Linked DNA regions of Mus musculus: regions 1, 2, 3, 4, 6 and 7 are each linked to region 5. Evidence: chromatin contacts called from public ChIA-PET, HiChIP or PLAC-seq and promoter capture Hi-C data. All regions are on one chromosome and are shown on one strand. The core of a region is the stretch at or near the end of the contact, and the rest is flanking DNA. Distances in the headings are between cores, read along the strand shown.

Region 1 (2,771 bases), core at 178-2,677, 210 kb after region 5:
ACAGGGTTTCTCTGTGTAGCCCTGGCTGTCCTAGAATTCAATCTGTAGACCAGGCTGGCCTTGCAACTCAAAAGAGATCCATCTGACTCTGTTTCCCAAGTGCTGGGATTAAAGGCGTGGGCCACCACCACCCAGGAAAGTATAGGGATCTTAACAAGGTTGGCTTTACTCACCTCCTGGAAGACTAGAAACTTGCTAGTTCCCGGGATTGTGTAAGGAGGATGCTTTGCTTGGTCTCTTTCCAAAACTTGTTTCCACTTGCCCTTTCTCTTATTGTCCCTGACTCTACAAAGACCTGTCCCGATACGGGTTGTTGTGAACATGACCATTTCTCTGATGGATTTATTTACTTTTATTCATCTCCTTGAACCTTTAGTTATGCAATCCAAGGAGAAACACATCAAATAAAAGCTGGCCATGTTGAGGACTGGGAGCACCAAGGTGAGGGCTGGAATCTAGAGACTCCATTTGCCTTTTGTGGCTAAACCCAGGGTGAGAGTCTGAACTAAAGACAGACTAAAATGCATAAACCTTCCTGTTTGGGCTAGCGCAGTGGTTAAGTGCTTGCCACATAAACCCGACAACTTGAATGAGATCCCTGGAATTCACTTCCTTAAATGTGGAAGAAGAGAAATGACTCCATGTGTGCTGTGGCATATGCAGGTGCACATTGTGCCTCCCCTCTCGAAACATCATTAGAAAAGACAAATATCTCCAGCATCCCCTCTCGAAGGTAGGGTACACGCAACATCACTTTGTGACCTCAGTTACACAGCTGGGACGACAGCCTGCAATTTCTGCCCTCTTATTGGTTTATGTAACTTTAGCTAGGTTAATGCCTGAGAATGAGATATTTGGCCACTTTGTGTTAAGAATCCACAGAAATCCCTCATGCGAGGCATACGTAGTTTCTCAAATGAAGGAGAACCCTAGTCTTGCACCCCTGTCCATCGGAGCCAGCAGGACTTTCTGGTCCACACTGAGGTGCAGTGGATTGCTAGGCTCTTGCCAAGGAAAGCAGCAGCCGTATTCTGAAGAAGCTGCTTTTAAGTTTTGGGATAAAAATTAACGTGTGTGTGAGGATATTTAAATTTTTCCTCAGGGGGCTGGTGAGATGGCTCAGTGGGTAAGAGCACCCGACTGCTCTTCCGAAGGTCCGAAGTTCAAATCCCAGCAACCACATGGTGGCTCACAACCATCCGTAATGAGATCTGACTCCCTCTTCTGGAGTGTCTGAAGACAGCTACAGTGTACTTATATATAATAAAAAATAAATAAATCTTTAAAAAAAATTTTTTTTTCCTCAGGGCACACTAAAGAAATTAGGACTTTTTTCACTTGAGATTAGCGGCAGGGTAGGACCGCGGAGCAGGAACAGGGCGGAGTTTCTGAGGCCTCAAGAAGCAGAGCGCCCCATTCTGCAGCCAGCCTATCCCACAGGACTATTAAACGACCTGCCGCCCTAACAGGAGGAGCGCCACTTGTCACTTCCGCAGTCCTACGGTCCATGGCGGTACCCGGAGGCTAACCGGCTTGGGAGAGACGAAAGGAAAAAAATATATATATATATACTGTAAAGTCCGCGTGCACGCAGAGAGCACTCTCCGGGATTGTGGTGGGTGTCGGGTGTGGGCACTTTTTACCCGGAACGTTGTTGCTGCTGGACAACAGCGGCAGGGGAAGCGTCCCCTCCAACCGGAAGCGATCGCCTTCGGGCACGCAAGGATCGAGTTAGCGCAGAGCCGGGCACCAGAGGGCGCTGCGTAGGACCAGGGACCGGAAGTGGTCGAGGTCAGAGGCGACCTGATCGGTCCTAACTTCCGGGATTCGGTGGGCCTGTTGCGGGGCTCAGATGATGAGCGGCGGCGGAGCTCGCTTGGCCTGCGTCTGTTTGGTGCGTGCGAGCGTCGATATCGTCCTGCGCTGTGGGTTTCGCTGCCTGAGCGGGAACCGTGGGTGGGCGGCTTACAGCGACCACGCTGGTGGAGAGAAGTAGGGACAGGATTTGCGCTCAGAGCGACTTTTGAAGATGTCTCCTTATCGCGGGTCAGGGGGACCCAGGGTGATGGGATATGCGAGGCCTGCGGCCGAGAGCACTGCCCGTCGCCGCTGCGTGACCTCAGCTGGTTCCTGTGTTCTAGCTTTGAGCGCTGCCGCCGGACCAACTGCTCACCATGTTCCTGGCGCGCCTGACTTCACGGCTGGCCAGGACTGTTGTTCCCTGGGCAGGTAAGACGCCCCTGGACGCGGAATCCACACCTGACTTGGGGATGGGAATCATCGCGGCCCAGCTCGCCTTCAGTAGTCTCCTGTCGCTACTGGGAATAAGAGCCTGGGCACAAACCTTTTCCTGCGAGCTTGCATGTAGTATGTAGGAGCACATCACAACTCCAGACGGAAGGATAAGGGGCAGGCCTTACCATTTGGGTCTACATGTTGCCCTAGCCTGGGTAGTAGTGGTGTTCTGATCTGCTGTGATGGCACTAGTAGCAACTGTGTTGTTTCCCCAGGTTTCAGTCGTTCCTGCCCTGGCTCCGGGGTGATTGGCAGCTATGCTTTTCGACCCCTTTACAGTTTGCAGCCTGCAAGCCCAAGTCGGGCTGCCTCCCTCCCTGGTAAGAGGACCCAGTCAGAGCTTGAGGAGTTCCTGGTCCCCAGGAAGATGGCCATCAGTCCTCTAGAGAGCTGGCTGACTGCTCAATACTTATTGCCCAGACGGAATGTCGAGGTCCCAGTGACTCTGGCTCCCTCCCAGTTCTACGAATGTCCAC
Region 2 (2,811 bases), core at 66-2,565, 190 kb after region 5:
TAGGTTTCTCTTCCTGATGGATGTAATAGTCATCTCTAGAACCAGAGTCTGGGTTGAGTGACTAGAGCCAACAGTCTTTTCTAATTCTTGGTTCAGTTTCAGCTTAGGGAATGGGCAGACCAGGCAATGACAATTGTGCCTACTTTAGAGCTGCAGCCTAGGGGTGGGACAGACGGACAGACAGTAGCAGCGTGGCCATTACAGTGAGAGGACTGATGAGATCTTTGTGGGGTCTGCTTAGGAGTGGAATCCAATCACCCCACTACAGCTGGACTATGGAATACTGACTTTTGGCAACCTTGTTGGCTGTTCACCATACCTGAATCAGAGTTATACAGGGATCTCCTTAAACTCCCATGTCCTCCCAATTTTCCGTTTCACCGAACCTGGCTGAAATCTTATCAAAAGCTTGAGATAACTGAGCAGTGACAGGAAACATCTATTGTGTAGTGGCAGCAGCACTGTTTTGGGTGAAACTAAGCAGGCCAGGACTGGAGTCAGGAATATTAATATTGTCTGTAGGGTCTACTACAAGCCGTTTCACCTTGATCTTCAAGGTCCCCAAGCCATTTTTTTGGCCTGTATTTGCTGCAGTAGATTATTGGGGGTCCCCTTTAAGAAAAGATTGTGTATATGAGTGCTCTGTTTGCATTTGTGCCTGAATGAGAGAAGAGGATATCAGATTCAATCACAGATAGATGGCTGCAAGCCATGATGTCGTAGCTGGAACTCAGGACCTCTGCAAGAGCAGTCAGTTCTCTGAACTGCTGAGCCATCTCTCCAGACCCTTCATCTGCACTTTTTTGTTTAGTATTTTATTTATTTTTGCGACAAAGTTTCTCAGCCATGGCTGTCCTGGAACTCTAGCTGTAGAGAGAAGGCTGACCTTGAACCCACACAGATCCGCCTGCCTAAGTGCTGGGATTAAAGGCACATCTGCCCTTTTAATGCTGGCAGATCCACCCCACAGCTGTTCCAGAGCCCGAGGACGGAAGGGAGGGCTGAGAACTAAAGACTCCGAACTAAGTCGCGGTGTAACGTCGTGCACGTGGGACTGTGGGAGAAAAGTTGTTCTGTCCCAACCCCCAAAGAAAGGCGCCCTTCTAGAACCCCTTTTGCCAGGCAGGAGTTCCGGTTCGGGCCAGGCCGCGGAGCCAAGTGGGTAACGAGCAGCCCCACCCGTGGGTGCTTCCGGCGTCGGTGCCTGACGCGACACTGACGGACTGGTCGTACGGCCAACGGCGTCGAGACAGCGGTGACGTTCAGCCAATGGGAGGGGGCGGGGCGGGGCGGCCACGATCGTCTCGAGCAGCCGCCCTGACGGGAAGGGCCCGAGAAGAGTCGGCGGCACAAAATGGCGGCGGCGGCGGCCGGGGCTGCGGGGTTGATGGCTCCGGCGTCGGCGGCCTGCTCTTCCGGCTCGGCGGGAGCGGCCCCGGGGTCTCAGGGGGTGCTGATCGGCGACAGGCTCTACTCGGGCGTGCTCATCACCTTGGAAAACTGCCTGCTGCCCGACGACAAGCTCCGCTTCACGCCGTCCATGTCGAGCGGCCTCGACGTCGATACGGAGACGGGACTCCGCGTCGTGGGCTGCGAGCTCATCCAGGCAGCCGGCATCCTGCTCCGCCTGCCGCAGGTAAGGGCCGGGCCGCGAGCTCTGCAGGGGCCGTTCGCCGGCCGAGGGCCGAGGGCCGGGCCTTTGTTGTCGTCCCGGCCCCCGGCCCGGAGCTCACCGGACCCAGGCGACGAGGTCCGAGCCTGTGCGCTCCGCAGCCTTGAAATAACCCGCACCCGCCATCCCTTCCCCTTCCCCTTCCCCCTCCGCCGGAGCCGAAGCCCTTTTACCCCCAAGAAAGCCTCGCGAGACCCAAACCCTTTGGGGGAAATGGAAACTGTCGTGGCTATTTGTCCTGGGGGGAAATCACACAAGACATTGTAGCCGGGACAAGCGTGAGTCCTGCATTCAAACGTGATGGAACCCTCTCTGTCCCTAGGTGGCCATGGCTACAGGGCAGGTGCTGTTCCAGCGGTTCTTTTACACTAAGTCCTTCGTGAAACATTCCATGGAGGTAGGCTTCTTTCTGTTTTCTCGGAGAAATGAATTGGGATGAAACCTGGCCTGTTCTGCCCAGTGCTTAGCTGAATTCTGTCCTGCAAAGTCTACACAGCTCTTTCCCTAGAGGCCTGTCTGTCTCTGTATCTTCTGGTTGTTTCTAATAGTTTTAATGCCTTGGAAGGTTCTCAAGTTGGGGGGAAAAACACCCGTGTCACAATGTACATTTCAGCATGTGTCCATGGCTTGTGTTCACCTGGCTTCCAAAATAGAAGAGGCTCCGAGACGAATCAGGGATGTCATCAATGTATTCCATCGCCTTCGGCATCTGAGAGAGAAAAAGTGAGTCCTTTGCAGAGCTGTCCTAATGTCTGTCATTGTTAATACCAACCTGTGAATTTACAGTAGATTGTTCGCATGTGCCCTAGATGCTGTCTTGGGGCAGTTGGTAGGGGGGTACAATAACCAGGATAGCTGGCTGTCCTAGCCCTGCTGAAACAATTCCTGTATGACCACATCAGCTCACCACCCTATTGTCCTGTTTGTTCCATGGTTCTGCTGAGAACCTCTGAGCACCAGGTCCCTGGTTCTCACCCTCAGCGCTGTTAGTGTCTGAACTGGCCATTCTTTGTTCTAGTGTCATTGTAATATGTCGATCAATATTCCTGGCCTTTCCTTGCCAGAAACCATTTGTAACAGAAATACCCCTAGACAGCTGTCTTTTTTGATATCTGGTCTAGCTGTGTAGCAGTCTTAAC
Region 3 (2,700 bases), core at 53-2,552, 240 kb after region 5:
GTAATAGCCTAGGCAGGCCTTTAACTTTCTTTTTTAATTTGTTTTTTCAAGACAAGATTTCTCTGTGTAACCCTGGCTGTCCTGGAGCTTACTCTGTAAATCAGGCTGATCTTGAACTCAGATCTGCCTGTCTGGGATTAAAGTGCTGGGGTTAAAGGTGTGTGCCACCATGTCAAACTAGGCCTTTTACTTTCAATCTTTCTGCTTCCCGAGTAGCTAGAACTACAAGTTTGTGCCACTAGGCTCCTTTTGTGTTCACATGTTGGATGGGTCACTCTAAGCACCCAGTCCCTACCTTTCCTGCTATCTTAACAGCCTTGCCTTGATGTCCAGGACCAACTCTGTGGGATGTGGCTGCATTACACTTATGTCCAACACTTACCACCAGTCCTGGAGATTCTTGTGGATTCCTGCCTTAACCTCTGTACCATCAGGCCTTCAAAAACCCACCCCTATCCAGTGTGCAACGTATCTGTGTGCAAGTTTTTTCTTTCCTTCACACAGTCCTAGGTCTCAGTCCTTCAGCTCTGGGAGTGTGGTCTACATGTCTCCCCGGTCCATGTAAATGGTGACAGGGCCTCATGGGTTGGACTGGATGCCTGTCGCAAGTTCCAGACTTAGGAGATGGGCTCACCTTGTGTTTAGGTGTCAGGGACAGCCCCGCCTGGGCCTCAAAGTTGGCGACGCCCAGAATCTTGCGATACACCCTCGGCCTGTTTGCTGTCCCGTGGGTCAATAGTCTCTATGCCGCCCCCCTCACCCCAGTTCTTTTTTGGCCACCTAACAATCCTGCGGCCAGGCCTTCCTGCCCAGAGCCTGAGCCAAGTAGCCTCTTAGAACTGTCCGCGGTAAACCCGGAAAGAACAGGAAGGGAGAGCAGCTCGCCAGCTCCCGGAAGGTGATCCAGCTCCCTCTGATGATCAAGCTAAACAGGATGGACAGCCGGGCAAAGGCCCACAAGCTGGCACCCAGCATACACCTAGGCGTAGCAGCAAGCCAGGGTGGTGCAGAGAAGTCTACAAATCTCACCTGAGATGGGTTCCGATGGTGGGGGAGTGGTGGTCTCTACTCCCGCGGAGGGCAAAGGGTGCAGCAGAGGCCAGCGATGGGGAGGGTTGATCAAAGCTACAATTAGGCTGCTGTGGGAGACGATTCTTTGCCAGTCCGCCCCGGTGGTGTACAGAGACGTGGCTCTGCCGCCTGGTTCACGTCAGGTAAGGGTCCCCGTCCCCATGCTTTCCCCTCAAGCTCGGAGCCTGCGGTTGAGCAGAAACCTGGAGCTGCAACCCAAAGTCCAGCCTCTGCCCCGCCCTCCGCTGCCCCGCCAGCCATCCCAATTGGTTGCTGATCATCCAATTAGAACTCGACATATCCGCCTGCGTTTCCGGCGCGAGGGCAGGAAGGGGGCGGTCTCGGCGGTTGCGCCTGCGCGCAGTGCGGAGGGACTCGCCGCGGCCGGGCGTCTGATGTGAGCGCGCGCGGGGTCTGCCTGCGGCTCTCCTGCGGGCGGTGCACGCGAGCCGTGGAGCCGTGGTTCGAGGCGACCTCCCTGACCATGCCCGAGATTAGGGTCACTCCCTTGGGTGAGTCCGAGTCCTAAGCATCTTCCGCGGCGTCCGGAGAGTCGGATGGGTCCCTTCATCTCCGTAGCCGTTTGATCATCTGCTCGTCCCAGGGAGCGGAAGCCGGAGTAGACAGTTTCAGAGCCAGTGCCTCCCTTTTCTCTGTCTGGCACGGGGGGTCGACGAGATGTGGGTTTGATTCCTGGTCCTAGAGCTCGATATGAGTCACGGAGGGCCAGCTTCTGTACCTGGGCTGCTTACGATGGTCGTGAGGTGAAATGAGCCTCGCCTGTCGGTGGTGTTGAATCCAGCACAGAAATCGTCCTGGCGACTTTCCGCTCCTGCATTTGGACGGTTGTTTCAAAGCCCCTCTTACTTCTGCTCACCACCACTACCACCACCACCACCACCCCCAAGCGCTTCTTCATGTTCAGGTTGCTTGCTATCCTTCAGATCAGTAACCAGTCTTTGTGTCTGGTCTATCCCGAATTGTTAAAAGTATATTTGTTCATCGTAGAAAACATAGATCTAGACCTCTAAGATCACCAATAGCATAGGATGGCTGTGAAAGAGAAAACAACCGTTTGAAATCTGGGGTTTCGCTGGGCGGTGGTGGTGCACGCCTTTAATCCCAGCACTTGGGAGGCAGAGGCAGGCGGATTTCTGAGTTCGAGGCCAGCCTGGTCTACAGAGTGAGTTCCAGGACAGTCAGGGCTACACAGAGAAACCCTGTCTCGAAAAACCAAACAAACAAAGAAAAAAACCTGGGGTTTCAGAACCTCCCAAATGTCCCTGGGTTTTACTTCCTGCATGTGTGCAGGGTGTGGGGAGCACTTTCCTATTCATGGTCCCGGTCTCTAGGTCATCTTGGCTAAAACTTCGAGTCTTCTCAACTCACTGCATCACAGGGCCTTAGCAGACGCAACTTCTCATACTGTTTTTTTGTTTTTGTTTTTTTGTCTTGTTTGGTTGGTTGGTTTTTCGAGACAGGGTTTCTCTGTGTAGCCCTAGCTGTCCTGGAACTCACTCTGTAGATCTCATACTGACTAAATACTAATTAGCTTAAACGATGAAGCATATTCATTGACCTGGCTCCCCAATGCCCCCTACCACCACTGGGAAAGTTTTGTTCTCTGCC
Region 4 (2,894 bases), core at 69-2,568, 160 kb after region 5:
GGGAGGCCCCAGAGCAGCGCAGGGGTGAGGGAGGTCCTGGGCCCCGAGCTCAGGGCAGAGTCCAGAAAGAAAAGCGTAAGGCTGGGAGGCCTGCCTGGAGGTGGAGCCTGGACAGAAATGCGAGAACAGAACCAAGAGTGTGTGTTCGGGGATTCCTTAAGGAAAGGCCAGAGAACCTCCCTGGCTCTCCCAACCCAGTTTTCCTGTCCCCATATGAGCTTCCTTCCATGCCCCTTACCTGTTGACAGCTGATATGGCTCCATCTGGACTGTCACCCAGCTAGCATCGTTTCTCTCTATCAGCTTCAGAAAGGGGATATAGGGGTCGTCTATGTATAGGTCAAGCCTTAGATGAGCGGAAGCCTAACCAAGGTCAAGAGGGTTCAGGGAAGGGCTGTGGGGGGGAGGAGGTGGGGGGGAGGAGGTGGGGGGGAGGAGTATGAGGAGTGGAGAAGCACTGAGGACGGGTGAATCTGACAATTTCTTTTCCTATCTCCACATCAACCTCACTGACCAGGCCCTAGTACCTCCTGGTACAAAGCTAAGAGGCCTGGGGGGGGGGGGCGGGGGGGGGGAAGCAAGACAGCTGTTCACCGAGTAACAAAGAGACTTTCTTTGACTGCAGCTGGCAGGGATGTTGGCATAACAGGAGGATGCATATATCTCTGGTTACAAAGGGGCAAGGCTAGAAGGGGGTAGATTCACCTTCAACCCCAAGGACTTGAACCTCCACAGAACTCTCACTTCCCCACTTCCCGGGGACTAACCAATGGCTACTGCTCACCCTTGAGTGACACAGGAATCCCAGGTAGACAACGGCAGCTGCTGGTAGCAACACCAGCAGGAAGACTGTTCCAGGTAGCAGCAGATGAAGCAGGAACCCAACTAGAGCCCGGCCAGACAGCACCAGGGTCCCGAGGCCTCGGGTGGCCAGGATAGGAGCCAGGACTGAGATGTGGTAATCAGTAGGCCTTCTTCGGGGTAGCATGGGTGCTGTGTCTGAGGCAACGCCTTCATCCTCTTCTGTCTCCCTTTCCTGCTCACTCATGTCGTGCCGCGGGGCTTGAAGGATGTTCCCCCAAGATCACAGTGGTAGGCAGCAGGCCTAATCCCCCTCCTCCAACCACCCTAGGCCCAGACTAGAGAGCCTTTTACCCTCCCCAGATTCAGTTCACATCTAGATCCTCGCCATCAGAGAGTAGACTCTCATCCAGTTTAATCTAGCACTGAATATCAGTCTCCAGGGCTACACCTCTGCCACAGTTTCCCCTGCTACCTTGTTGGGCCTCTTTACCAGGCAAAGGCAGGCAGCGCCTATGTGCTCGGCTCAGGTCTTACAGAGCTCTTCCCATCTGAGCACTGGGGCCCTCCTTTCTCTCAGCCCATCTCCCAGTTCTCCCAAACAATGGCTTCATTTCACAGATCTTGGCGATGACAGAAGCTCTATCAATAGCTGCCATTTAGGGACGAACTATTAACTCATTTCCCAGTACTAGCCCCTGCACTTCCCCTTATCTGACACCAGGTGACTTCATGTTGTGGAGTGATTCACAGCATGACAGGGTTGTACAGTTAGTAGTGCTTAAGGTAGTACCCGGCACAGAGTGGATACCTAATTAACAGCAGTTGCAGTTGCTCTGTACTAAATCCAATCAATCATGGAAGTATACAACAAGCCTTTCAGATGATGGGAGCATATAGTCCACTGAAAACTCCAGCCCTCTTCTGGTCTTCATAGGCACTAGGGATGCTTGTAGTGCACATACATACATACATACATACATACATACATACATTTGGGCAAAATGTTCATACCCATAAAGTAAAATAAATACATCCAAAAAATTTTAAGTGTTGTAAATTATCTCCTTACTAAGCACACATTCTTGTAATTTACACACACACACACACACACACACACACACACACACACACACACACACATATCCTCTTCCACTATGGCTAGACAAGGCAGCCCAGTTAGGGGAACAGGATCTACAGGCAGGGAACAGAGTCAGGTAAGCCCCAGCTCTGGTTGTCAGAGAACTCCCATAACAAACCACAACCACCAGCAACCAGCCAACAACCCACCGCACCTCTCAAGGCCCTAACATTTCTATACTCTGTGAAAAGTCCCCAGAATTACAAACATCACACAATCACAGAAATTATCCGCACCTGGCAAAATCACACCTGTTAGAGAACAAGACAAATGATAGCCATCTCCTGTGCACAGTCCAAAGCAGCTCCATATCCCTATGCCTAGAATCAAAATGAAAACACTACCTTATAATATTTCTGTGTTTTTCAAGGAAACCAAAACTCCAAAATTGTCAGTACAGGTTGTGAGTCACCTTGTAGGTGCTGAGAATCTAGCCATGGTCTTCTGTAAGAGTAACAAGTGTTCCTAACTGCTGAGCCATTTCTCTAGGCTCTGACATTTATTTTTGTTTTTGTTTTGTTTTGTTTTGTTTTGTTTTTTTGAAACAGGGTTTCTCTATATAGCCCTGTCTGTCCTGGAACTCACTTTGTAGACCAGGCTGGCCTCAAACTCAGAAATCCACCTGCCTCTGCCTCCCAAGTGCTGGGATTAAAGGCATGTGCCACCACTGCCCGGCCTATATTTCTGTTTTTTAAAGGAACGAATATTCTCACTACACATCCCACTATGAATGTTTATGTCAGTCCAGATCTTTGCTTCTTGTTGGCTAGCCTATGAAACGTACTTTTAAGGAGCTGGGATTAAAGGCATGCGCCACCATGCCCGGCTCGACATTTTATTTTTGATTATGTGTGTATGTGTATCTATATGTGGGTATGTGCACATACGCAGGAGAGTCCTCAGAGGCCAGAAGTGGGAGTCAAAGCTGGGCATGGTAGTACTACACACTTTCT
Region 5 (3,044 bases), core at 199-2,698:
ATGTAACTATTTTGTTCGTTTGGTTTCCTTTTTTTTGATACAAGGTTTTTCTGTGTAACCCTGTGGACCAGGCCACCTTTAAACGGTACCTCTGTCTACAAAGTGATAAGATCGAAGATGTGAGCCACCACCACCTGGCTTGTATAACTCTGTTATGTATGCTACTGAAATCAGACTTAGTTTCCAAGTCACTGATAACTCTGGAGGCAAAGTAAGAGCTGGGATCACAAAGTGTTTCACTCCAATATCCCTCATTTTTTTCATACACTAGTTGTTATATTCTTTCACATCTTACCATTTCACAGTCATAACTAACAGTGGTTTCCTTTTCATTTTGTTTGTTTCTGACCCTAACTCAAGAAATTTAATCATATTGCTATTTTTTGTTTCACGATACAGAGCTGCTTTTGTAGCCTTGGCTGTCCTAGAACTAGCTCTGTAGACCAGGCTGGCCTCAAACTCACAAGAGGTCCGCCTGCTTCTGTCTCCCTAGTGCTGGCATTAAAGGTGTGCTCCACTGATGCATGGCATTGCTTTTTGTTTGTTTGTTTTTTTCCCCAATACCCACAGGATAACCTGACAAAAACAAGCAGCTGGAATTTTCCTTTCTGCTCTCTCTTCCATAAGCCCTGATAGGTTAATAGGTTTTTAGTGGAATCGTAAAAACCTTTAAGACCTTCAGGTGGTTTAAGTACACGTTTGAGAAGTGTCTAGACACTTCAGCATTTAGAATGAAAAGAAAACAAAAAGAATACAGAGATACAGGCCAGAAATAGAGGCTAGGTCTACGTACTAAACTCTATTTCAAAGCAAAACAATAACATAAAGACTCAACCACTATCGTAGGCCAAGCAGAAGAGGTTGTTTTAAGGAGGTTGGCTGAGGAAACTGGATTCGTTTCAATGTTTTCTTGTGCAGGGGACTTCCTCATCATAGGATGTTAACTAGCCTACCTGTGAATTCAGCTTCCTGGGTCCTGGGTAGGTCAGAAAGACAACTTGTTTTTCCATTGGATGGCACGACGCCACTTTGGAGGCGTCTATACGTCAGAGCAATTAGTCTGATGGGTAGAAACAAATGTCTGGCTGCGGAAGGTTGAGTGGCACAAGCAGCTTGTCACGAGTGCAAATGCTGCTCGGCCTGCAGACTACGCTACCGAGTGCCTGGAGGTAGCCCTGCCTGGCAGAGCGAAGGTGCAGCGGGAGGCACGGTTTCCGGTTTCCGCAGACGGCCGAGCGCATCGTCTCGAAACGTCATCTCTCGGAGACACCCCAGGACGTTACCAGACGCTACTTCGCTTTTATCCGCCCAGCCTCGCGTCGTTGGCAGGAGCCAACTCACGATGTAAGGACACTTCCGGTGCGCGCAAGGTACTGTGGGGCGGCCAAAAAAAGTCGAGCGCACACGCGGTTCGTCGTCGTCGTCGTACGTCATCATCACGCTTCCGCGGAGGAAGTGACGACAATCCTGGCGCGCGCCGGGCGCTGTTCCTTCCCAGACTCCAGGACCGGCTGCGGCGGCTGTAGCGGCGCAGGGGTGAGTAGCGGCGCGGGGGTTCGGAGCAGGGTTTACGGCGCCCCTGAAGAATCGCGGCTGGCGACACGCTGCTGCCGCGGAGCAGTCTCGCTCCACACGGAGCTGAGGGCGGTGGAGGCGGCAGGCCTGGCGGCCCCCGGAGCCGGCCCTTGCCTCAGGTTTGCGTGACTGAACCCTCAGAAGTGGGACCCCGCCCCGGAGTCCCGCGCTTGACAGTGCACCTTGATCTTACCTGTCACCCAGGCCTCCCCGCGTCCTGGAGCTTTCTCATACAACCTTTTGACACCTAAGGCAGAGTGTGTTGAGTGCGAGGCACTGAAATGACCTGGATGGTCTTTCATCCTAGAACAGTACCGTTACGTGGATGATGATGGTTGCGTTTTACGGAAAACACTGAGGTAAACTAAGTTACCCAAAACCTTACAGGAATGACAGAAACGACAGTGTATTCAGGCAGAATCCTTCCGACCTACCGGGACTTACTCTGAAACACTAACGATTAGACTTAAGTGTTCGGAAAAGACAGACCGACAGACCGACCGTAGCTTTCTGTGTCCCGAGGTTGCTTGAATTGTTTTTCTTTTTGCAGTGTTTTAACTCAAATGGGTGATGAAAAGGACTCTTGGAAAGTGAAAACGTTAGATGAAATTCTCCAGGAAAAGAAACGAAGGAAAGAACAAGAGGAGAAAGCAGAGATAAAACGCTTAAAAAATGTAAGCTATGTTTTTTAAGTAAGTGGTTTTCTTAAAGAAGATTTAATTTCTTTGCCCTCATTTTTCCATTAGAACAACGCTTCTTCGGTGAAGTTCTTTTGTACTTCCAAATGTCACAGGTGAGCCCAAAATCTATTCTAAAATTAACAAAAACATTCATATACTCAGTTGACGTTGAAGATAGATTAATAACACACTGAAGCTGTATCGAAATGAGAATATCTCGTTACAAAATAAAATATTCTGAACCTAGAATCATTACTGCCACCAGACTAATTTTTCTCATTTCATTATTAGTATATTCATAATACCATTTACCAAGCATTTTTAATAAAGTGGGAACTTTCCTTGCAATTAAAATGAGTGCTTTGTAATTACCTTGCTTTGGATGATGATATATTTAGAGTCCTTAGGTGACTGGATAAGAAACATTGATATAAGTGCTTCTTATTGTCAATATATGTATGATGTATTTCGTGTGTAAAAATCCAACTAAAGTCTTAGTTTTGGCTCAGAAAAACTAACGTTCATATAGTCTTATGACCCTTATCATGTACAATGTTTTAAATTTTCTGTTCTCAGGTTTCAGGTTACCAAAAAAAAAAAAAGTGATTTTAATTACATGAGTTTTGAACAAAATTAATATTTGAAGTTTCTATTCAAAAAATGTATATTTAGAGTTGGTTAGCAAACTTCAATTATCCTTAAAGATATTTAACCTGTACAACCTTTAATCCTAACACTCAAGAACTCAGGAGGCTGAGGCAGGCAGATCTATTGAGTTCAAAGCCAGCC
Region 6 (2,870 bases), core at 80-2,579, 220 kb before region 5:
GAAGAAGAAGAAGAAGAAGAAGAAGAAGAAGAAGAAGAAGAAGAATTGAACTGAGAAATCCTTTGGTTCTTGATTCCCAACTGGCATATTGAGATAAAAGTGGAAGGGAGCCGGGCATGGTAGCATACGCCTTTAATCCCAGCACTTGGGAGGCAGAGGCAGGTGGATTTCTGAGTTCGAGGCCAGCCTGGTCTACAGAGTGAGTTCCAGGACAGCCAGGGCTGCACAGAGAAACCCTGTCTCAAAAAACAAAACAAAACAAAAAAAGTGGAAGGGAGGCAAACCTAATGTATACCTGACAGGCTTGGCCAGCCTAACAGAGGAGTATAGTATACCCCAGAGAAAATTACATGTGTTAGTCAGAGTTTTGTCCCTGTAAACAAATATTTGAGGCAACGTGAAAGAGAAGACCAATTTATTCACTTATTTTACTATAGTGGGGATTATACTTCATACCACAAATATTAGTATTGGATATGGTTACTTCACAACCCTCTCTGCTCAGCCATATACCAGGGTCAACCCAGAGTAGGAGGCCCAGTTCACATTCTCCCTCAGCTAAAGGTTACAAACCAACTGGCTATCTTTCCCAAATTGCTTTACTAGGACATCCGGCTTCCATACACAAAGCTCTAAACTTATAGAACACCTGGGTTCGATCCCCAGCCACACACACACCTATACAGTATTGCAGTGGTATTTCACAGGCAAAGTATCTGAAGGGAGTGCAGAGGTACCCCCCACCAATCTCCACTGACATTTCCACAGGCTCTGTATTATTTTGAGGACTTCTTAACGCTGAAGGTTCTCCATCTCCAAGACAAAACTACAGGAGTTGCCAGTCATCCCTGCGACTCTGAGGAAAGGGAACATGTCCTGTCCACTGTTGAGCCCACCTCCTGCCCGGACTAGTGACCACGCCAACTTAAACGACCAAAAACAATCCAAAGAGTCCTGTGAGTTATCCAGAGGAGTCAGATGTCACCACCTAGAGGGCACAACACAGGCTGCAAAGCCCTGGGAGAGCCAGAATTCAGATCCAAGAGACGCAGGAGATCCTAACTTCTGCGTAAATGGTCTTTTAAGTAAGCAGTTGACCCAAGTTTCAACTGGCTTTAGACAAGTTCTCGAGCACCTGCCCCAGTCTCCAGGAGAATCGTCTGGGCAACAGTCAGCTTTGACTCTGCCCTCCGCGATGCTCGTCCCACTTTACCCCCGCTGTTGCACTACGCCTGCGCACAAGCTCTCCCTCCGCAGCCTCAGCCCCGCCCGCTACCCCAAAGCAGCCTTCCGTTGCCATGGAGCTGCGCGCCCAAACTACGCAGCCTCAGACCCACGGTGGCTGGGGGCAGTCGGGCCGTTAAGAGGCCATGGTCTAGCGGCTTAAGGAACTGATTCTGCGGGGGCCAGTGCTGAGGAACCGTCGCCGAGGATCTGTTTCTGGGAGGCGACCTAGTTACTGGACCACTTTCTAGGGGTCATTTGTGAGGAGCTGTTGCTAAGGGGCAGTCGCCAGGGACCATTCTTGAGAGGTTGTTGCTGCTGAGGGACCACCACCGAGGAGCCGTTCCTGAGGAGGTTTGCCAACAGTGCAGCCCACTCTTGGGGGACCTTTGCTGAAGTCTCATCGCTGAGGGACATCACTGGGCTGCCCAGAGAGGTGGGTACTGGCGACTTCAGCCTTGGGGCTGCACTGAGGATGCGCTGAACAAGGGGTAACTTTTCTGCGTGGACACGTGGCGGTGAGTCACGTGGTTACCACAGCCTATGAAGCGTCAGCATCAATCCTGCTGGTGAAGAGCCAGGCATCAGTCTGAGAGCTGAAAGTAAGAGTCACCTCCCGCTGTTCCAGCCTGGCTTTAAATACAAAACCCTTCATTGCAAGTGGATAGGCCTCCTTAGCTTGATTTTTCCATAAAATGACTCCCTTATCTGGGTAAAAATGCTTAGCAAAATACACCCTGAATGAAGGTGTGCTGTGGGCCAAGTAATGAGTGGACTAGTAAGTAATGTGAGCTAGGTAATGAGTAGACTGCTCAGGTATTCATTGATGAATATTGTCTTCAAACAAATGATGCCTACCTTCTTGTGTACAATTTAAGAACTGATTATCAAACAATTTATCAAAAGCCCACCCAAGCCAATAAATAGAATCTTGTCTTCACCCATAACATAGTACCCTCCTCTCCTGGTTAACTATGAACAAACCCGTGATTCTCACTTCTCCTCGTGTGTAACCGCACACCTTTGCTTATCTTAGATTAGAAATTTATTCCTGAACAGTAGTTTTTGTTAATGGTTTGATTGGTTTTTGAGAAAGGGTTTTTCTGTATGGTCCTGGTTGTCCTGGAACTTGCTCTGCAGACCAGGCTGGCCTCAAACTCAGAGATGTACCTACGTCTGCTTCCCGAGTGCTGGGACTAAAAGGCCTGTGCCACCACACCCAGCTTGAAGCCCTCCCCTTCTTGTCTTTAAAATAAATAAGACGAGCTTCAAGACTGACAGAATACATTTCTGTTGTGTAAAGAATTCAAGTTGGAGCACTTTGTTATGGCAACCCTGGAAAACTCCTGTGACAAGTGAGAGTTTCTGCAGCCCTCTCTAAGGAGAGGGCTGTCCTCTCAGAAGAAAAGATAGAACAGGCAGTACAGTGGCCCCAGGGACACCCAACGTCCCAATCCTCCGAACCAGTAAAAACATAACGTTCCATGGCTAAGAGGAACTGAGGCGGCCCATCAGCTTCCTTTGAGATGGAAGAACTATCTTGGGTCATCTCATTGGAAGAGGGAGGCAGGAGAGATCACCAAAGGCTACGGCAGGTCGGGCTCAGCTAACACTGCAGATTTGAACACGTTAGATGAAGTCAGGTG
Region 7 (3,072 bases), core at 510-3,009, 160 kb before region 5:
CTCTCGGAGCACATCCAGCCTGCCTGCCTGCCTGCCTGCCTTGCCTGCCTGTGCAGCATACGAACTTTGCCACCCAGTGGGGACAAGCTACTGAGAGAGCCTTCCCAGCCCTCCTGGGCCCGGCAGGGCAATGGGGGTGATGACATCTATCTGGGTCACTGTACTCATGAAAGCCCTTAGTGCCCCTGATGCCTTATACCCTGTCATGGCCCTTAACTGAGCCAGCCATTTTGCAGGAATCCTGCTCATCGACCTTGTAGGTAGCAGGCCCAGGCCTTTGGCTTCCCTGACGGTAGCTGACCACTTCTCAAACCCTTGACATGATTCCAGACCAGATGAGTGGACAAATCTAGAGAAGGCACTACCCTAGGCAGGCCACTTCCTTCTGATCCCAGACCAATATAACCCAGGTCCTCTGCAAGAGCAGATCCTTCCCTTTTCTGGACTCCAGACTTGGGTCCCAGCCTCGCACTGCACTTTTGACATCTACTCTTCCTATTGCTGGCCCTACGGTACCAAGCACAGCCACGACACAGCAAAGGACAGAAACAGCATGGGAACTAAGCTCATTGACCTGGCAGAGAGGGTCTTTGAGAGGCAAGGCACAGGTCTCAAGTGCATAGGACAGCTGTAGAACTCCTACCCACTGAGGGAAAAGCCAAAGATACATGCAGGTATGTGCACAGTGAAGAAATGAAGGCAGGACAGAGGGCTGGTACACCTCCTATCCTCCCTTAGCCAGCCTGGTTGTGCTGACCACCTGCTGCAATTTGATCACTAGTGTTCTAATAGCCCCTAGTAGTGGGGGGCAGAGCAGCCGGCCCAGCTCTTAGCCTGGAGGGAGGACTATTAAGGAGATTCCCCCGAGAAGCAGCAGCCACTTCCGGAGAAGAAGCAGGCATTCCAGGTTGAGCAAGGAGTGGTCAACGAATGCGATCTTTAAAGCCAAATGTTTTTTTTTGGAAAGTGGTCTGTCTGCAGTGGTTTAGTAGTCCAGAGCCAGGGGCCAAATGGGCCATTCCCCGGAGGTATCCCTACAGAGGATCCATAGCAAAGGTCCTTGAATGATGACCTAGAAGGCCCAGCACGGGCTGGAGAGATGGCTCAGTGGGTAAGAGCACTGACTGTTCTTCCAGAGGTCCTGAGTTCAAATCCCTGCAACCACACTGTGGCTCACAACCATCATAATGATATCTGATGCCCTCCCTCTCCTGGAGTGTCAGAAGGCAGCTACAGTGTACTTACATGTAATAAATAAATAAATAAATGGAAGGCCCAGCATATTAATGGTGTAGATCCCCACCCCTTTTTAACCTAGCCAATTGTGAAGTGTGAGGGTGGATTCTACTTTTCCCGAGAGGCCACAACCCAGTGCAGTCCTGACCACAAGTTTCAGGAGACCTGGTTTGGGGATGGGGATGGGGAAAATAGGAGATACAGGTGGCTGGCTGAGGCATCAGTCAGATATATGACGGACAGACCCATGTCCCATGCCCAGAGAGAATACTGCTCTATTCCCTCTTAGGGCTCCCACTGAAAGATCTTGATCCTTGATGACACAGAGGGAAAGGTGTGTGTGTGTGTGTGTGTGTGTGTGTGTGTGTGTGTGAGCGCGCGTGCAAGTGCTCTCAAACTTCTACTAGAAAAAAAAAGAGCAACAAAAAACGGAGAGCAAGGAGGGACGCATACCAAGGTGGGCGTGACCCTGGACCTTCAGCTGACAAGGCCCAGGGGCGGGGCCTCATAAAGCTGAGCCGGTGTTGGACTGAGTTTCGCTCTGTCTAAGGAACATGGCCCCGGGGCCGTCAGCCACACAGGGGATCCTGCTGCTGCTGCCTCTCCTGCCTCTGTCCCAGGTGGGTTGGGCCTCATTCGCAGCGGGTTTAAGGCAAGAGGGGCGGCCCTGAGTTCGGTCCCGCCCTGCTCAGGCTCACCCTTGTCCCTACAGGTGACGCTGGGTTCCGCGGACCGCAACTGTGACCCCTCGGATCAGTAAGTAGCTGGGGGCCAAGGGGAGAGGCAGAACTTGGACCGTGCTGGGAAAGGCTGGAGCGGTGGAGTGAGCTAGCAGATACCTCACCTGCTTCAGGTGCCGCTGTCCCCGCAGGTGCCCGCCCCAGGCCCGCTGGAGCAGCCTATGGCATGTGGGGTAAGTGGAATCCACCATGCCAACCCTCTGGTCCAACAGTTCCTCTGAAGTTAGACCATGGCTAGGACCTCCACAATCCCTTCTGCCTCACCTGCTGCATCTGCTGCCCCCAACTCCCTCGACGCTGTCTGAAGAGCCCTTGAGCCCTAGGCAGCCTTGGAAACCAGACCCGATTATCCTCAGCAGAAGGCACAAGGACTGTGCAGTTGCCTGGGGACAGTGTGTCCTGGGAGTGAACCCAAGGCCATCCCTGGCCAGCACTGGAGAGCCAAGCTAGGACTGGCCCCAGCTGGAAGAGACCAGTGCAGGCGGCTCCTCGGGCCTGAATCCAGCTGAGGAAGTGTCTGGCATGGAAAGACTTCTCTTACTTTCTTTTCACCTGCCGGTTATCCTGTTTTGGGTAGTTAGGCATGACTGGCCCCCGAGTGCAGGTGCCCAGTAACAGGAGGCCAGTCCCGCGGTAGATCCTTGCTCTTCCTTACCAGGCTCATCCTGCTCGCCATACTCCTGATGCTTTTGTGTGGGGTCACAGCCAGCTGTGTACGATTCTGCTGCCTCAGGAAGCAGACGCACACCCAGTCACACACGCCAGCGGCGTGGCAGCCCTGTGACGGGACAGTCATCCCAGTGGACAGTGATAGCCCCGCACACAGCACTGTGACCTGTGAGTGTCTGGAACCCACTAGCCTGCATGGGGGCTTGGGGGCTGAGGACACCGTGGGGTGAATGCCAAGCCATCTTGATAAACCCACTCTTGTTCCCTGCAGCCTACAGTTCCGTGCAGTACCCACTGGGCATGCGGCTGCCCCTGTACTTTGGAGAGCCAGACCCTGACTCCATGGTCCCTCCCACCTACAGCCTCTATGCGTCTGAGCTGCCACCCTCCTACGATGAAGTTGTGAAGATGATAAAAGCCAGGGAGG

What was found. ChIA-PET counts read pairs in DNA pulled down with a chosen protein or histone mark. HiChIP or PLAC-seq counts read pairs in DNA pulled down with a chosen protein or histone mark. Capture Hi-C pulls out chosen DNA fragments and counts their contacts.
Region 1: a contact with region 5 is called in an RNA polymerase II ChIA-PET map of memory CD8 T cells, with 207 read pairs. The contact joins the promoter of Aurkaip1 here to the promoter of Cdk11b in region 5. A contact is called at or near these places in 2 of 39 promoter capture datasets (the SN4741 cell line and erythroid cells), 6 of 484 Hi-C or Micro-C datasets (cortical neurons, embryonic stem cells, epiblasts and 1 more), 3 of 115 datasets of contacts at active chromatin or transcription factors (the SCID.adh cell line, bone marrow-derived macrophages and memory CD8 T cells) and 2 of 9 other capture datasets (adipose tissue and pancreatic islet).
Region 2: a contact with region 5 is called in an RNA polymerase II ChIA-PET map of effector CD8 T cells, with 104 read pairs. The contact joins the promoter of Ccnl2 here to the promoter of Cdk11b in region 5. A contact is called at or near these places in 2 of 39 promoter capture datasets (the C10 cell line and hippocampal neurons), 13 of 484 Hi-C or Micro-C datasets (CD8 T cells, cortical neurons, embryonic stem cells and 2 more), 8 of 115 datasets of contacts at active chromatin or transcription factors (the SCID.adh cell line, bone marrow-derived macrophages, effector CD8 T cells and 4 more) and 3 of 9 other capture datasets (adipose tissue, liver and pancreatic islet).
Region 3: a contact with region 5 is called in a promoter capture Hi-C map of pancreatic islet. The contact joins the promoter of Cptp here to the promoter of Cdk11b in region 5. A contact is called at or near these places in 3 of 39 promoter capture datasets (fetal liver, liver and pre-B cells), 2 of 115 datasets of contacts at active chromatin or transcription factors (effector CD8 T cells and pancreatic cancer cells) and 1 of 9 other capture datasets (pancreatic islet).
Region 4: a promoter capture Hi-C map of liver shows a contact between it and region 5. The contact joins the promoter of Tmem88b here to the promoter of Cdk11b in region 5. A contact is called at or near these places in 3 of 39 promoter capture datasets (the 3T3-L1 cell line, liver and neutrophils), 9 of 484 Hi-C or Micro-C datasets (CD8 T cells, the G1E-ER4 cell line, the HL-1 cell line and 4 more), 8 of 115 datasets of contacts at active chromatin or transcription factors (effector CD8 T cells, embryonic stem cells, memory CD8 T cells and 2 more) and 3 of 9 other capture datasets (adipose tissue, liver and pancreatic islet).
Region 6: a promoter capture Hi-C map of adipose tissue shows a contact between it and region 5. The contact joins the promoter of Cfap74 here to the promoter of Cdk11b in region 5. A contact is called at or near these places in 4 of 39 promoter capture datasets (the C10 cell line and embryonic stem cells), 3 of 484 Hi-C or Micro-C datasets (all in embryonic stem cells), 2 of 115 datasets of contacts at active chromatin or transcription factors (memory CD8 T cells and microglia) and 1 of 9 other capture datasets (adipose tissue).
Region 7: an H3K4me3 HiChIP or PLAC-seq map of embryonic stem cells shows a contact between it and region 5, with 2.6 times the contacts expected there. The contact joins the promoter of Tmem52 here to the promoter of Cdk11b in region 5. A contact is called at or near these places in 9 of 39 promoter capture datasets (the 3T3-L1 cell line, 3T3-L1-derived adipocytes, the C10 cell line and 6 more), 2 of 484 Hi-C or Micro-C datasets (bone marrow-derived macrophages and nephron progenitors), 4 of 115 datasets of contacts at active chromatin or transcription factors (bone marrow-derived macrophages and embryonic stem cells) and 2 of 9 other capture datasets (adipose tissue and liver).

Annotation. Positions count from the first base shown.
Region 1 is chr4:155,829,842-155,832,612 of GRCm38.p6, forward strand. It overlaps Aurkaip1 (aurora kinase A interacting protein 1), which reads left to right and starts at 1,428. Exons shown (of 4, transcript NM_025338.4): 1 at 1,428-1,894; 2 at 2,142-2,229; 3 at 2,511-2,771. The coding sequence starts at 2,175.
Region 2 is chr4:155,811,174-155,813,984 of GRCm38.p6, forward strand. Ccnl2 (cyclin L2) reads left to right here and starts at 1,316. Exons shown (of 11, transcript NM_207678.1): 1 at 1,316-1,636; 2 at 1,995-2,069; 3 at 2,286-2,395. The coding sequence starts at 1,355.
Region 3 is chr4:155,868,138-155,870,837 of GRCm38.p6, forward strand. Cptp (ceramide-1-phosphate transfer protein) reads right to left here and starts at 1,303. Exons shown (of 3, transcript NM_024472.4): 1 at 1,030-1,303. Ints11 (integrator complex subunit 11) reads left to right here and starts at 1,430. Exons shown (of 17, transcript NM_028020.3): 1 at 1,430-1,583. The coding sequence starts at 1,556.
Region 4 is chr4:155,784,556-155,787,449 of GRCm38.p6, forward strand. It overlaps Tmem88b (transmembrane protein 88B), which reads right to left and starts at 1,319. Exons shown (of 2, transcript NM_001033394.3): 1 at 784-1,319. The coding sequence starts at 1,047.
Region 5 is chr4:155,623,406-155,626,449 of GRCm38.p6, forward strand. It overlaps Cdk11b (cyclin-dependent kinase 11B), which reads left to right and starts at 1,449. Exons shown (of 20, transcript NM_007661.4): 1 at 1,449-1,536; 2 at 2,126-2,249. The coding sequence starts at 2,139. Gm16023 (predicted gene 16023) reads right to left here and starts at 1,350. Exons shown (of 3, transcript NR_040441.1): 1 at 954-1,350.
Region 6 is chr4:155,407,911-155,410,780 of GRCm38.p6, forward strand. It overlaps Cfap74 (cilia and flagella associated protein 74), which reads left to right and starts at 1,330. Exons shown (of 39, transcript NM_001368738.1): 1 at 1,330-1,660. All of the region lies in intron 2 of 5830444B04Rik (RIKEN cDNA 5830444B04 gene), which reads right to left.
Region 7 is chr4:155,467,355-155,470,426 of GRCm38.p6, forward strand. It overlaps Tmem52 (transmembrane protein 52), which reads left to right and starts at 1,760. Exons shown (of 5, transcript NM_001253856.1): 1 at 1,760-1,856; 2 at 1,949-1,992; 3 at 2,108-2,149; 4 at 2,635-2,813; 5 at 2,917-3,072. The coding sequence starts at 1,791.